Linked DNA regions of Sus scrofa: region 2 is linked to region 1. A link is a contact called in public Hi-C data. All regions are on one chromosome and are shown on one strand. The core of a region is the stretch at or near the end of the contact, and the rest is flanking DNA. Distances in the headings are between cores, read along the strand shown.

Region 1 (6,883 bases), core at 3,597-6,096:
TCAAAGGAAACGCAGGGGCTTGAGCAGGGCCGGGGCTTGCGAAGGGCTTCGTGTGCACAGGTAGCAGCAGCCACCAGCCGTAAGCCGCTGGTCAGACCTGTGCGCGCGTGGGTGGGCCGTGCTGAGCTGGGTGCTCCACGGCCACAGGGACGGGAAGGCTCTGTCCCGGGAGGATTGTCACGTCGCAGCCGCACTGTCCTCCGGCTCCTAGCTGCCGGGAACCTTCAGCTGCAGGTTCCGCACAGCTGAAATCGGACCTGCCTCCTGCAGTGCCATGGTGCTGGACCCCACCGAGCCCCGCTGGACCCATCTCTTACACAGGCTGACCGATTTCTCCTGGTGTTCAGAGTCTGTTTTTGTCTAGCACCATTTGAAATCGGTTATGATGTAGGGGGAAAAGCAGCAGCTTCGAGGCCTCATGCCAAGTCTGGTCAGCGCAGCCTGTGGCTCCTGGAAGATGGATGGGCAGAGAGAAGGGAAGGAAGAGCACGCTTTTTCCTACTAACTTCTTTAACTACATCTACAGGGCTTTGCGCAGGAGTAATAGATCATGGGATGGCTTTTTGAAAACAAATCGTAGTATACCTGATGCCCTCGGTTTGCTGAAGGGTGACTGTGCTATAAACTCTATAGATTGGTTGCTGTTGAATTATCTGTTAAATCTGTTCATGCATCGTAACCTTAATAAATGTCCTACTATATTCAATTTATCAAGTCTTTGTTTCTCATCTCTTATTTTCCATTCATAATTATACATTGAGAAGTGGGGGTCCTGAAAAGTTAATTTGCTGTGCAGTTCTTACCTGCTTCATAGAGAATTTGAAGTCAGTGACAGCGGACGGGTGTTAAACATGTAACCCGTTAAGCGAAGCATGACATTCTCTGAGCCAAGGAACAAAATGCGAGAAAAGGCTGCACAAAGAGCTGCAGGCCTCGACGGAAGGGTGCCACTCATTGCTGGGGAAACTGAGCTGCAGCCCCGGCACCTCTGCCGTCAGTGTCCCTCAGAAACATTGGCTGAGCCGAGCCTGTACTCACATGGCCTGTAGAGGGAGGAGCCCTGTTGGCCTCAGCTGCCTTGTAAGAGATGCAGGAGTTCTGCTTTGGGGTTTGGTTTCTCTCAACCCTCCAAGACGGGGTTCTGCAGAGGTACACTCAGAGAGGAGCCAGGTTTGGCCGCACAGGGGACCAAACTGCAGATTCCACGTCCTCTTAATTGACCTTTTTGCGCAGGAATTAGGAGGCCAACGCTGACCTCCCTGCAGGACTTCTGTTTCACACCGTTGGTTCCCAAAAGCGGTGGCATCGCGAGCCCCTGGGAAGCCTTTCTGGGTCCACACTTGCCGCTCTTCCCCCGATGCTGCCCTGCCCAGCGGGCTGGGGTCGGGTGGGGCTGGTGAATGAGCTTTTGCTGAATGGGGAATTCCTGTTCTGATTCCCACGATGGGGGGTCGGGGGACAGCTAAGACCCTGACTTCTTTCTGTTCAGTTTTCTGCTGAGGTAAAATGTAGACCTCTGGGCATAAGAGCCTTAGGTCAGTTGTAACAAATTGAACGACTTCTGATTCATCTACGGTGTCCCTAACTCCAGCCCAGGTATTGCAAGAAATCAAGTGAGGCCTGGATTCTGCCAGCAGGTGGCTCTGATTTCAGTCCCCAAGAGAGAACATGCTAGGAGATGGAATTTAGCAGTAAAGCACAAAAGCAATGATTTGGGACACCTTTCCCAGAAAAGCAGTTTGTGATGCACCCATGAATGCTTAATTGTAAACAGCGCCTGTGGCCAGGTCATGCGAAGCAAACACGCAGGCCCCGGGTGGCTGAGATCCCGTATCTCACTTAGGACTATGCTGCTTTATTCATCTGGAAGCTGACAGCCCTTTACCTAAAACTGCCACTCCCGTGTGGTTCTCCTAACAAGTTGCCAAGGAGAATGTTTCCTCTGGAGACATCCTGAGTCTCGTTTTCAAGGCCGTGCTTCCCGCCTCGGTCGAAAATGCTTCGTCGGCTCATGTCCCACTTACCTGTGTCTCGCCCCGTGTTTCCCATAAGCGGAGAGGGAACCGGACGGAAAGCCCACGCAGCCTCGTGCGGCTTGTCCCGGCAGAGAATTCCCAGCTAGGGGGCTAAGTGCTAATATGAGCAAACATGAGGACAGGTAGAGTCTTCGACCCACTTAGGGGAGACCAAAATGTTTCCCCTGAATCTTGAACCTGGCAAATCCTCATGTAAGACGTTGGCCCAGCCCTGCGTTTTGAGAAGCTGGTGTATGGTTCCTTGGGGGTACCTAGCACACAACTGTGTCCACGTTTTGGGGCAGTTTAAGGGTTTTCCTTGAACACAAGGAAAGCTGTGTTTTGTGTTTATTTTGTGATACGGCTGCATCCACCTTTTCATTACATTGACCCCGTAGCGACTTTCAGATCCCACCTCTGTAGGTTCTGGTTATGCTTCCATAGGAAAGGGGTCTGGATATCCGCCTTTTTCGTTTGAAAGTTTCCCAGGTGACTTCACTGCAGTCCAGACTGAGAGACCCTCTGTGGTTGTGCTTCTAATCAAAGTGTGGCTGGAGGACCTGGAGCATTTGTGTCTTAATTTCCTGTGGCTGCTGTGTCACATATTCCGGCAAACTTGGTGTCTTCCAGCTGCTATAACCAAACACTACAGACGAGGCAGCTTGTAAAGAACAGATTTATTGCTTTTGAGACTGGGAAGACCACGGCCCATGTGCCGACAGATTCCGCGCCTGGGGAGAGCCAGCTTTCCAGTTCTCACTGCAGTCGAGCCATAGCTTCCTGGGACAAGGGGTGAGGGGACTTGGGTTTCTATTTTTTTCTTTTTCTTTTTTGGGGCTGCCCCTGAGGCATATGGACGCTCTCAGGACACTGGTGGAATCAGAGCTGCAGCTGCCGGCCTACACCACAGCCACAGCACTGCCAGATCCTTAACCCGGTGAGAGAGGCCAGGGATCAAACCCATATCCTCAGGGACACTATGTTAGGTTCTTAACCTGCTGAGCCACAACGGGAACTCCTTTGGTCTCAATTTACAAGGAGGTCGGTCCCATTCATGAAGCCTCCACCTTCACGACCTAGTCACTCCCCAGTGCCCCCGCCCCGCCCCGATGCCATCACCTTCAGGGGTAGAATTTTAACAGGCCTTTCCAGGGGACACAAGCATTCACACAGTAAGTGTCTGAAACAACACAGCTTCCTTCTTTCAGTGATGGGAGTCAGAGTCTGAAGTCAAGTCACAGGGCAGGGCCACGTCCCATCCACGACCTGGCAGAGAATCGCTTCCTTGCTCTTTCCGGCGTCCAGAGCGGCATTCTTCAGCTTGTGGTCCCTTCCTCCCACCTCAACGCCAGCAGCGTGGCATGTTGCTTCCGTGGTCCTGGTGCCTTCTCTCGTGGCAGGCCCTCCTCTGCCTTCTTGTGAGATGATCTCCCGAATCTCACCTGCAAAGGCCCTTTGCACAGAAGGCCACATTCTGTGTCTGGAAGCATGGCGTTCCTCACGCAACCTTTCATGAGCGGGTTTGACATACAGCATAGCATCGAATGGTCCTACCTTGCCAAGCGGTCCACGACATGAGTGGGGACAAGGCACAGATAACTTTCAGATACAGTTCAAAGCGATGGCAGCTTGATGCTGAGATGCAGGGTGCAGTTCCCAGGAAGGAGCTCGCTGGTGCCACTGTCACGGCTCGGGCGTGGGCGGCCTGTACGGAGGTTCACAGCACAGTAAATGCTGAGCGATGTTTGTCTTTTTTCATACAAGCGAAAATCCTTTTCAGATTTCTTTGGATGAATGAACACAGGTATGTCGTAGGTCTTTTGTAAAAGCTTTAAGCGGCATAAAGCAGACTTCCTGCAAAGAGGGGGACAATTGTGTTATGACTCCAGTTTCTCTGGAGGCCATCATACGGCCTCCACAAAGAGCAGTCCGGGGAGCTCAGGGACATGCAGAACCTTGGCCCTTTGATTCGAGAATCTGCATGTCGGCAGGACCATGTGATTCACGGGCACACGAGGATGTGACAAGCATGGTTGTATGGGACCCGACCTAAGGCTCTCTAACACTCGAGTCCATGTCAAATACAGGTTAAAGCAGGGTCTTCCCTGGGGCCCCTTTCAGGAGCTAGTGGGTGATCAGGTGCTCATCTAAAGGGCGGAAGGTTCCAGAATTCTCAGTGAAGCCACAAGCCCTAACCACCAGGACACCAGATCTCCTACTTGTTTCCAAGAGTCCTGCACAAGGCTTGCCACAGGGCCACACAGCCAGGGTCGGTCTCTAAAGTACACAAAGGCGGGGAAGCACGAGCGGCTGCCCGGCTAATATGAAGTTTACGACCCCACACAGCTTTTCCAGGGCTGGTGGCTCAGGCCCCAGGCGGGTGGCACTCAGTGTCATCCGTCCTGGAGGTCGTGTGGTCACGGAAGCTCGTGTGAGCCACAGGGAAGGAAAGCTCATTGACCCCAGACTCCAGTACTGTGCTTCCTCCATAGGGAAGCCACAGGAGTAGGGTTAGCCCTTTTCAAAAGTCAATTTCCTGGAAAGCAAGCAGAAAAGAGCTCGTTAAAATAAAAACCTCACTCAGCGGGCTGAGGATCCAGCGTTGGGGGTTGCCGTGAGCTGTGCTGCTGGTCACAAATGCGGCTCGGATCTGGCGTTGCTGCGGGTCTGGCATAGACCGCAGCTACAGCTCCGATTCCATCCCTAGCCTGGAAACCTCCATATGCCGCGGGTGCGGCCCTAAAATAAAATAAAGAACAGAACAGACCCAAACCTCTGAACAATCAAGTCTGAACTAAGGAAGGGACTGTCAGATGCCCTGAGAGTCCACAGGAGGGCAGCAGTGCCAGGATTATAAAGGCCGATCACCATTCCAGGATAACCTTTTCTGGATGAGCCTGGAAATGATGAAAGCAAAGCAGCCTAGAGAAACAAAAATCCGTGTACGTTCTCTCAATTTTGCGTTGTTTCTGGATAGACTATGCCTTTGGATACAAATATGTAATATTTTAATATGCGAAAATATCTATTTTTGGTTACGATACTTAATTCAAGACCTTAATTCAAGCTTCAGGCATTTTCTGATTTCTTTCATAGGCTGAATTACAGAACAAATTTATTCTGTAAGCATAAGCATTCGTCTTATGTCTTTATATAAGTCCATATGTAGAGTGGACTCTCAGGCTTGAGAACCCCTCATGCAGAGGGTCTCAGCCTTAGCTGCATGTTAGAATCGCTTGGAAGCTCTAAAGAATCCCAGTGCCAGGCCACAGCCCAGGCCATGACATGATAGTTCTCTGGGCAGGGCAGGAACCATGCATCAGGGATTCCAGTGTGTAGCCGTGGTTCAGAAACACAGAGGAGGCCTGATGTCATAGTTTCACATATTTCAGATTTGCCAAGAGAGCAAGTATTTTTTTCTTCTTCTTTTTTTTTTTTTTTTTTTTTTTTTTTGCGTACATTAAAACTCCATTATCAGTTCCATGCACACCAATGCTACGCTTTCTTGGTTGGGCCTCGGGTTTCTCATCACCCAGCCACACCCATGCATGAAACCGATGCGGGAGAGACATATTCTACCACACACACGGTCACAGATATCTGAAGGTAGTTCAGTCAAGGCCAGGAGATAAGGAGTGCTCTCAGAGCCGGGCAGAAACCACAGGTGCTGCACAGGACAGGCACTGAGAGCTGGGCCCTGGAAGATGCCCAGACGGGACAGGCCCAGAGGTGCTTCAGGCAGCAGTGAACCAGGACCAGAGCCGAGAGCACAGAGCAGGTGGTCTGGCTTGACTGAAGCAGGTTATCTGAAGTGTGGCAGAAAGCGAAGGCTTGGGAAGAAGAGCTGCGAATTAACTATAGAAAGTCTTCAAGTATCTTGGAAGAAACTTGGGCTTCATGCTGTAGGCAGTGTGGTGGGACTGAACACATTTTGAGCAGGGGAGGCACATGATGGGCTGGGAGGGGAGAAGCCTGGAGGGGAGGGCAGGAGTGGTGACTGGGGGAGGGAAATACTTCGAGAAGGTGGCCCCAATTAGCAGCATGTTCTGATATGAGACGAGACACTGAAAACCACACATCATCACAAATAAAGCTGCTCTGAAAGTACATCTTTTATAGCAGGTGAGAAGATACAACTTTCACAAAATGAACAATAATACACAGCACGTATCCATCTAGTACGAATATATTCCTGCAGGTTTACAAGCGCTTTAAATTCAAATACACTTTTTTCCCTCTCACATTTCTAGAGAGCAGGGGTTTCCCCATATGTTTCGGTAAGTGACAAATGCTTTGACAAACAGAACATATATACTTACACACCCATTTCAGTCTCACATATAAATATATTAAAGTGGAAAGACTGAATCTGAAGTGGAAACTACGAAAGTCTGTTTTGGTAAGCGCACGTCTTTGGTTGCAAACACTCCTTGAAGGGTTTTGAAGAAATAAGAACGACAGCGACATCCCTTGCTTCCAAGAAAGTGCTACCTCCTTGAAAAGTATGTGAAAGCAGGTCCAAACTTCTACTTGGTTACTGCAGAATCCTTGCAAAGAGAAGCAGCACTTACAGCGTCTTAGAAACACGTCCTTAGAGGGTCACATCATTTCCCCCGGTTCCACGCTTGATTCCTCATATTCCTCTCTCGAGGCAACGCTTCTCTGGCCCAACCTGAGCTACCAAGTATAAAAGCGTAGATGCAAGAGTTTTAGCTGAATTGGAAGGGCAGGCCATCCTCTTCGGCCTCTGGCTCTTTGGAAAGAGTCCCTGCCAGGTGTGAGGACAGAGGAGAGGGCCGGGATCTGTGTCACCTGAACATCAAGGGCCACCTGGGCTGTTGGCTCTTTTCCTCCCTTTGCATGGGCGG
Region 2 (6,766 bases), core at 1,143-3,642, 70 kb after region 1:
AGCTAGTAAATGAGTGTGAACACAAGTCTTACTGATTACAAAGCCCAGGGTCTTACCTGGTATGTTTCCCTGCCTCTTTCTGGGTCATTTAATAAGCACTTCATTTTACATAATGAAATGATGACTCAAACAAGACCAGTGCCTTTATATTTCAAGTCTGGGTTGGCATTAGGGATTTAAGGACGGAAGCACAGAGAATTCACTCACTCTACCCCTTCCTGGAACTCCCTAGTACCCAGTTACTCTTCATCCTCTCAAGGAAGTTTGATAAGGGCAACGCTTGAGACAAAGAGGAGATTGTGAGTCAGAAGCAAGATTTTCACCAGATGAGGAAGGACAACTTGAGATTCATGCATGACGAAGCGTGGAGGGCTGGGCAGCCATGTGGTGTGAGTTCCAGGGAGCAGTGACCAGGTGGCTGGGTGAGTAATGGCCTGAAAGGATCTTGGATGATGAGTGGTACATGGGCTGTGAGAGGACACAAGCTTAGTGAGTGTATGTTCAAAGAATGGCAGTGCAGGTGGTTCATGGCAGTCGATGTGAACATAGGGTAGCACCGGGAGCCTTTGCAGAGAGTGGCCTTCACAGCTTTGAACTCCATGCGTGATACCAGTAAAGATTTAAAGAGTTCCTGTCATGGCGCGTGGCTCAGTAGTATCCATGAGGATGCAAGTTTGATCCCGGCCTCACTCAGTGGTTTAAGGATCTGGTGTTGCCATGAGCTGTGGTGTAGGTTGCAATGCCAGATCCACAGCTCGGATCTGGCATTACTGTGGCTATGGCTGTGGCTGGCAGCTATAGCTCTGATTGGTCTCCTAGCCTGGGAACCTCCATATGCCTTGACTTTGCCAAATTTATTGATGAGCTCTAACAGTTTTCTGGTAGCGTCTTTGCTATGCCTAGGGTTTTCTAGGCATAGCCTAAGTCTTAATAATGAGCTGGTCACTGAATTCCTCTGTACCTTGGAATCCTGTTTTTTTCTTTTTTCTTTTTTACTGCCTCACCTGCAGCATATGAAGTTCCAAGGCCAGGGGTTGAACTAGAGCTGTAGTTGAGGCCTACACCACAGCCCCGGCAGCACTGAGTGAGGCCAGGGATTGAACCCACATACTCGTGGAGACAACACTGGGTCCTTAACCCACTGAGCCACAGCACCACCTTGGAGTCTTTTGTACTTCTTTGGGATAACAAAACTGTTGAGCCTCCATCGCTCACAAAGTTGTTTTGAGAACCAGAGACGATGGTAAAGCATTTTGCAAACAAGCATGTTAGCCGTCGTTATTCTTATTCTTAATCTTGACTACTGTACAAGTGGATCAGACAGCAGTAAGTGAAGTTAATTGTGGTCCCTGCTCACAAGGAGCTCATTTTCTGTGCAGGGGCGTAGAGGGGCGTGTAGAGGAGACCAGGAGGACACGAGGACTTGATGAGTGTGGAAACGCCCAGCGCAGGGGCAGGAAACGCAGAGGGTTCTATGACTGCATGTCTCCCACACCCGCATTCCTGACCTCTCTTAACTCAGCTCTGTATTTTCATAACCTTTATCCCCTGATAATGTCATGAAATAAATATCGTGTTTATAGTCTCTGCCTCCCCTAGAATGCAAACTGTCTGGGCAAGGATTTCTGCCCATGCTCCCAAATGGACACATAAAAACTGTCCCTGGCACAGAGAGGAGCTTAGTAAGTATTTACTAAATGAAAGGTGTCTTAAACGCCAATTCAGGGAGTTACCACGAAATGAAACATCCTCGGTTTCTGAATTGTCTCTGGCAGCAGAGGTGGACGTCAGCCTTGCCCTTCCAGGCCTGGCTCGATCCTGTGTCTCCCACAGAGCAGGCCCTGTCGCTCTGCACCCATCTGGGATGCTTTCTCAGCTCTGACTGGCTGGATGGTGGTTAAGGCCCTCTGCACTCTTACAGATACGCCTGTGTCTAATGTGCCATCACATGGCATTTTCTTCTTCGCCTAGGAGGAAACCTTGAACTCCAGATAAGAATAATCAGTCCTTCCAACGTAACTGCGCATGCCTAGCTGTCAGCCCCACCAGCGTGGACACGTGACTGAAGAACGCATCAGCCCAGCTGCCTGTAAGGGAAGGGACTTCTGCATTCTTTTTTAAGCACAGGACTGCCCTCTTGAATTTTAGTTACGCATTATTTATAACATGAAAACAAATGGCATTTTGTTCCCCCGAGAAGTGACTCAAGCTAAAAATCAAACTTTTAAAAATGTTTTAAAATGTTCATAAATTACACATAATAGGTTTCATCGTGAGTTGCTTACTCACTTGGGAGGTTTGCTTCCTGGAATTTTTTGTTTTTTTCCGTTTTAGGGCCACACCCATAGCTTATGGAAGTTCCCAGGCTAGGGGTCAAATCTTGAGTCAGCGCTGCCGCTGCCGGCCTACACCACAGCCACAGCAACACTAGATCTGAGCCGTGTCTGCAACGTACACCACAGCTCACGGCAGTGCCGGATCCTCAACCCACTGAGCAAGGCCGGGCATCACACCCAAGTCCTCAGGGGTACTAGTTGAGCTCTTAACCTGCTGAGCCACCACGGGAACGCCTCTCGACCTTGAAAATTGAGTAGGACCGTGACCTTTCCCACGGCCACTTCCCTGGCCGCCCTCTGTCCGAGAGAGGATGCTCCTGCCACGGACACGACACTTTGAGAGGAGGGAGGAAAACAGCAGGCAGGTTTTCAGGGCTGAGATGCATGAAGAAATGGTATGTGATCTGAGGTTGCTTAGATTAGACAAGATGACCGTTTCTGAAGAAATAACTTTTTATGAAATGGTTATCGAATCTTAATTACGCTTGAGGATTACTCATGAGCGTGTGCTCCTAAACTATGTGGGTGAAACAAATCAATAGTTAGACTTGGGAATTTGACCGTCCCGCTGATGAGCCCAGGATAGTCCACGGGGACAGGGAATGAAGTCGTCGGGGGCGGGGAGGGGCATTGGGTCTACGAGGGGGGAAGGATCAGGTGTCCCAGAGCCTGTTAACTGCAGACTGGTTCAGAAATAGGAAATTAGAAGTCCTAACTACTTTAATTCAGCCTCAGTTTTTTTAAAGCCTACCATTTTTAAAAATCAACTCATAAATAATAGTGTTACTAAATGAGGAACTTTAAGGGGAAAAGCCTCTGACACAGTAAAGCATCAGACTACTTGCATTTTCTCTTTGTAACCAAGAAGGGCAAAGTGCATTTTCATACCAAGCAGGTTACAGAGGACCTCAGCGAGGACAGACAATGATTTAACCTAACTTTAAGTATCTCCTAATTATTTATGTGTTCCTGACTAGATTGTTTGCAAGAAGTTCTGTGATATTCTGCTTTTTATTTTATTTATTTATTTATTTGTTGTCTTTTTTAGGGCCACACCTGCGGCATATGGAGACTCCCAGGCTAGGGGTCTAATCAGAGCTTCGGCTGCCAGCCACGCCAAAGCCACAGCAACTCGGGACCCAAGCCGCGTCTGTGACCTACACCACAGCTCACAGTGACACCGGATCCTTAACCCACTGAGCGAGGCCAGGGATCAAACCCGCAGCCTCATGGTTCCTAGGCAGATTCCTTAACCACTGAGCCATGACAGAAACTCCTGTGATATTATGCTTTTTAAAAAGCTTTTATTGGCATCCTTTCTGACGTATCAAAACCTGAGCTTCTGTAACGCTTCTTTAGGAGACTGAATGTGCTGAGAAGGTTTGCTCTAGAAAACCATTCATTTGAAGTGAAAAACCGTTTCTCATGGGTATAGAGTTGGCTGCCCAAGCGTATTGATCGCATTAACTCTGACCTCACTGATTTTGCTATAATTAAATCAACTGTTAGAAAATCTGTGTACATTCTCTTGCCAGGCAAAATGTTTATTTAGTAAAAGGTGTTTATAAAGGATTTATGATTATTTTTTAATTCCCAAAGTCTCAGTTCTTCCACACTGGCAGCCTGGAGATGTGTGCCAGTGGAAGACACTCTCAGACCTCTAAGATAGTATATGTACGTAGAGGTCAGAGGCTGAGGCCTCACAGCAAAACTGGAATACCAGCTGTCTCATCGACACTTCTGGAAAAACCCCCTGATCTGCTTATCTTTTCTTCTGTAAAACTCGAGTCCTTAAAACATTTTTAAAAAAGTGTTCTTAGTGTCATATATATTTATTTTAATGTAAATACGTCTCTGTCCTTAATGTGTGTCAAGTGTCTTTATAAGAATGACTTCATCTGTTTATGTCAGTTTTTGTTTTTGTTTGGTTTTTAGGCTTTTGGTCTTTTTTTTTTTTTTTTTTTTTTTTTAATGCCTTCTTTTATTTTCCTTTGGCTTCCAAGAAGGGGCAACTACAATTTTGAACATTTCCTAGGAGAATATGGGTGTCCTAACCCTTTTTTTGTGCTTTAGAATTACCCAAGAGGATACAGTGGTGCATAAAATAAGGAGACTCTTACCAGAGAACCCGGCAGCCAAACAAGGTAGTTGAGCGCATGGAAAATATAACCTGCAGGGGTTTTTGTTAAATTCAGGTTTAGTTAATTTTCAATATTGTGTTAATTTCTGCTGTACAGCAGCGTGATTTATACATATGTATGCAGACATATACATACGAATGTACACATTTGTATATTTTATATACACAAGCACACCCATAGATATATGTACACTTTTTTGTAATTTTTTCCATGACGGTTTATTACAAGATGCTGACTAGTTGCCTGTGCTCTCGGAGGACCTTGTTTATCCATATTCTATATCCAACAGTTTGCATCTGCGAATCCCAAGCTCCCAATCCTTCGCTGCCCGCCTCGCCTTTGGCAACCACAATTCTGTTCTCTACATCTGTGCGTCTGTTTCTGTTCTACAGCTAAGTTCATTTGTGACCTATTTTAGATTCCATATGTAAGTGATCTTCAGCTTCCTCCTGGGGTGCGTCAGCAGCAACCCGGGTCTTGAGGCTGGAGGGCGGAAGGAAGGGAGAGTGCAGGCCGTCCCTTCCTGTCTCTGGTGCGTCTGGCAGCATCTGCTTTGGGGACGTCCCCAGGTCCCCCAGCCCAGTGGACTTCTCAGCTGGCCTCCACCCACGTGACTGGGGTTTGATGTGCAGTTCCGTTTTCAGTGGCTTCTTTCCTGATGGCAAACCTCCGCTCAGACCCAGACCCGGTCAGTGTCGCCTCAGCCTCTGGCTCCCTGAGCTGGGCCAGCCTGCAGCCCGTGAAGACTGCGTCTGATCCCTCAGACCCAGGGCCAGGCTGAGCATGCCACGGGTCCCCTCACTCTATGCCGTGGGGCGCTGGTCCTGATCGCACCCCTCCCACGAAAGTGTGCCTGCGGGGTCCCGCGTGGTAAAGCAGAGGGAACGCAGACCCTGGGCAGTTACCAGCGAGAGAAGGGCTGGTCCTCCTGCGCGGGCTGCCTCTGCAGGGCCCCCACTGGCGGCAGCCCCTCCACCCTCTCCCGCTGGAAGCCATCCGGGAGCCCGCCCGCCGCCCCGCCTCTAGGGCGGGGCTCAGGTGGATGATTCTGGATGACGTTCTCCGTTACAGATGCTGAGGCCTCGCCAAGGCTCCCGGGTGGGTCTGTGCTGCCCTCTGCTGGCTGTGGGAGGCAGGGCACGTCGCAGCCCTGGGCTCTGCCATCTGCGGGGAGAAAGAGCCCTCCCCGCCCACCCGTGAGGGCCCGCGCCAGGGCTGGAGGGCGCACACACGCGGGGAGCACCCGCTGAACTCTTGTTGTGATGGCGCAGAAGTACCAGGGAGATCCCTGTAGACCCAGGTCCCTGTCAGATGTGAGTTTTTTTCCGGGTGCAGCAGGAAGTCAGCTCAACAACTGTCGCAGGACCCTAAGGAAGGTAGTAAGTACCCTCCTGTTTTGTTTTATAGACGGTAGGTCAGTCCACAGGGGTCTTGAAGGAGCGGGGATTTAGTGGTGAACCAAGGGCTTCAGAGTCGCGGCAGATATTATTTCTCCAACACAACTTCCTTAACTGGCCTCTCTCTCTCTCTCTTTTTTTTTCCCTTCTTAGGGCTGCACATCCTGCATATGGAAGTTTCCAGGCTAGAGTTCCAATAGGAGCTGCAGCTGCCAGCTTCTCCAGAGCCGCACTGGATCCAAGCGAGGCAACACTGGATCCGAGACACATCTGTGACCTGCCCTACTGCCTGCAGCAACACTGGATCCTTAACCCACTGCGTGAGGCCTGCAAACCTCATGGATACTAGTTGAGTTCTTAACCCACTGAGCCACAACGGGAACTCCCTTACCTGGCATCTCTTAATCCCAAGTTAATGCAGCCCCAACTCACCCGGAATATCTTTCTCTCATTTGGGTTCCTGCTGAGTCTCCTTCTCAGTGTAACAGCAAGAAACCGCAACCCCCAAACAAGCTACCAGTGCTGGGAACACGGAGACGTGACAGCACCGTGGAGAGACCGTGGGTGTCTGAAGAGCCGTCCAGTTGATTTTAGCCCCAGACGGGAAGGACTGCGCTCCTTGCCCAGCCCCTTGGGGCACGGCACACATGTGCAGACCTGTGGCCTGGCTCTGGTGTGACTTGGCACGGGTGTTTCCCTGGAAACATTGCAATAGTGACACCTGGCCCTTGGCTGTGAGGGTTTCAAGGACCCACAGGTGAGGGGCTCTGGGATGCTCGCTGCCTCAGGGGGAGACCTTTGTCATTATTGGGGGCTTGAGGTGGTGGCTGGCCTGCTGTCTAAGGTTCTCCCTCCTTTGCCGTGGCTGCTGTCTTTACTGTGCTCTGCTGAC

Evidence for each region. Hi-C and Micro-C count contacts between places; a contact is called where the count stands out from the background.
Region 2: a contact with region 1 is called in a Hi-C map of fetal liver, with 2.9 times the contacts expected there. The contact joins two enhancer-like sites. A contact is called at or near these places in 2 of 5 promoter capture datasets (fetal liver and liver), 28 of 47 Hi-C or Micro-C datasets (alveolar macrophages, blood, brain and 15 more) and 2 of 2 datasets of contacts at active chromatin or transcription factors (alveolar macrophages and skeletal muscle).

The regions. Positions count from the first base shown.
Region 1 is chr9:135,019,330-135,026,212 of Sscrofa11.1, forward strand. It overlaps MIR29C (microRNA 29c), which reads left to right and starts at 309; the gene lies at 309-396. It also overlaps a transcript of CD46 not described here. Within about 2 kb of position 4,847, at least 10 of the 83 cell types and tissues checked have an H3K27ac peak or open chromatin away from gene starts, as enhancers often do. A contact at or near this core is called in fetal liver and omental adipose tissue, where this site is marked.
Region 2 is chr9:135,092,104-135,098,869 of Sscrofa11.1, forward strand. It overlaps LOC110255546 (a long non-coding RNA gene), which reads left to right. Exons shown (of 3, transcript XR_002336089.1): 3 at 1,972-2,432. Among named protein-coding and RNA genes, the nearest start is that of CD46, 17 kb to the left of the region's middle. Within about 2 kb of position 2,393, at least 33 of the 83 cell types and tissues checked have an H3K27ac peak or open chromatin away from gene starts, as enhancers often do. A contact at or near this core is called in fetal liver and omental adipose tissue, where this site is marked.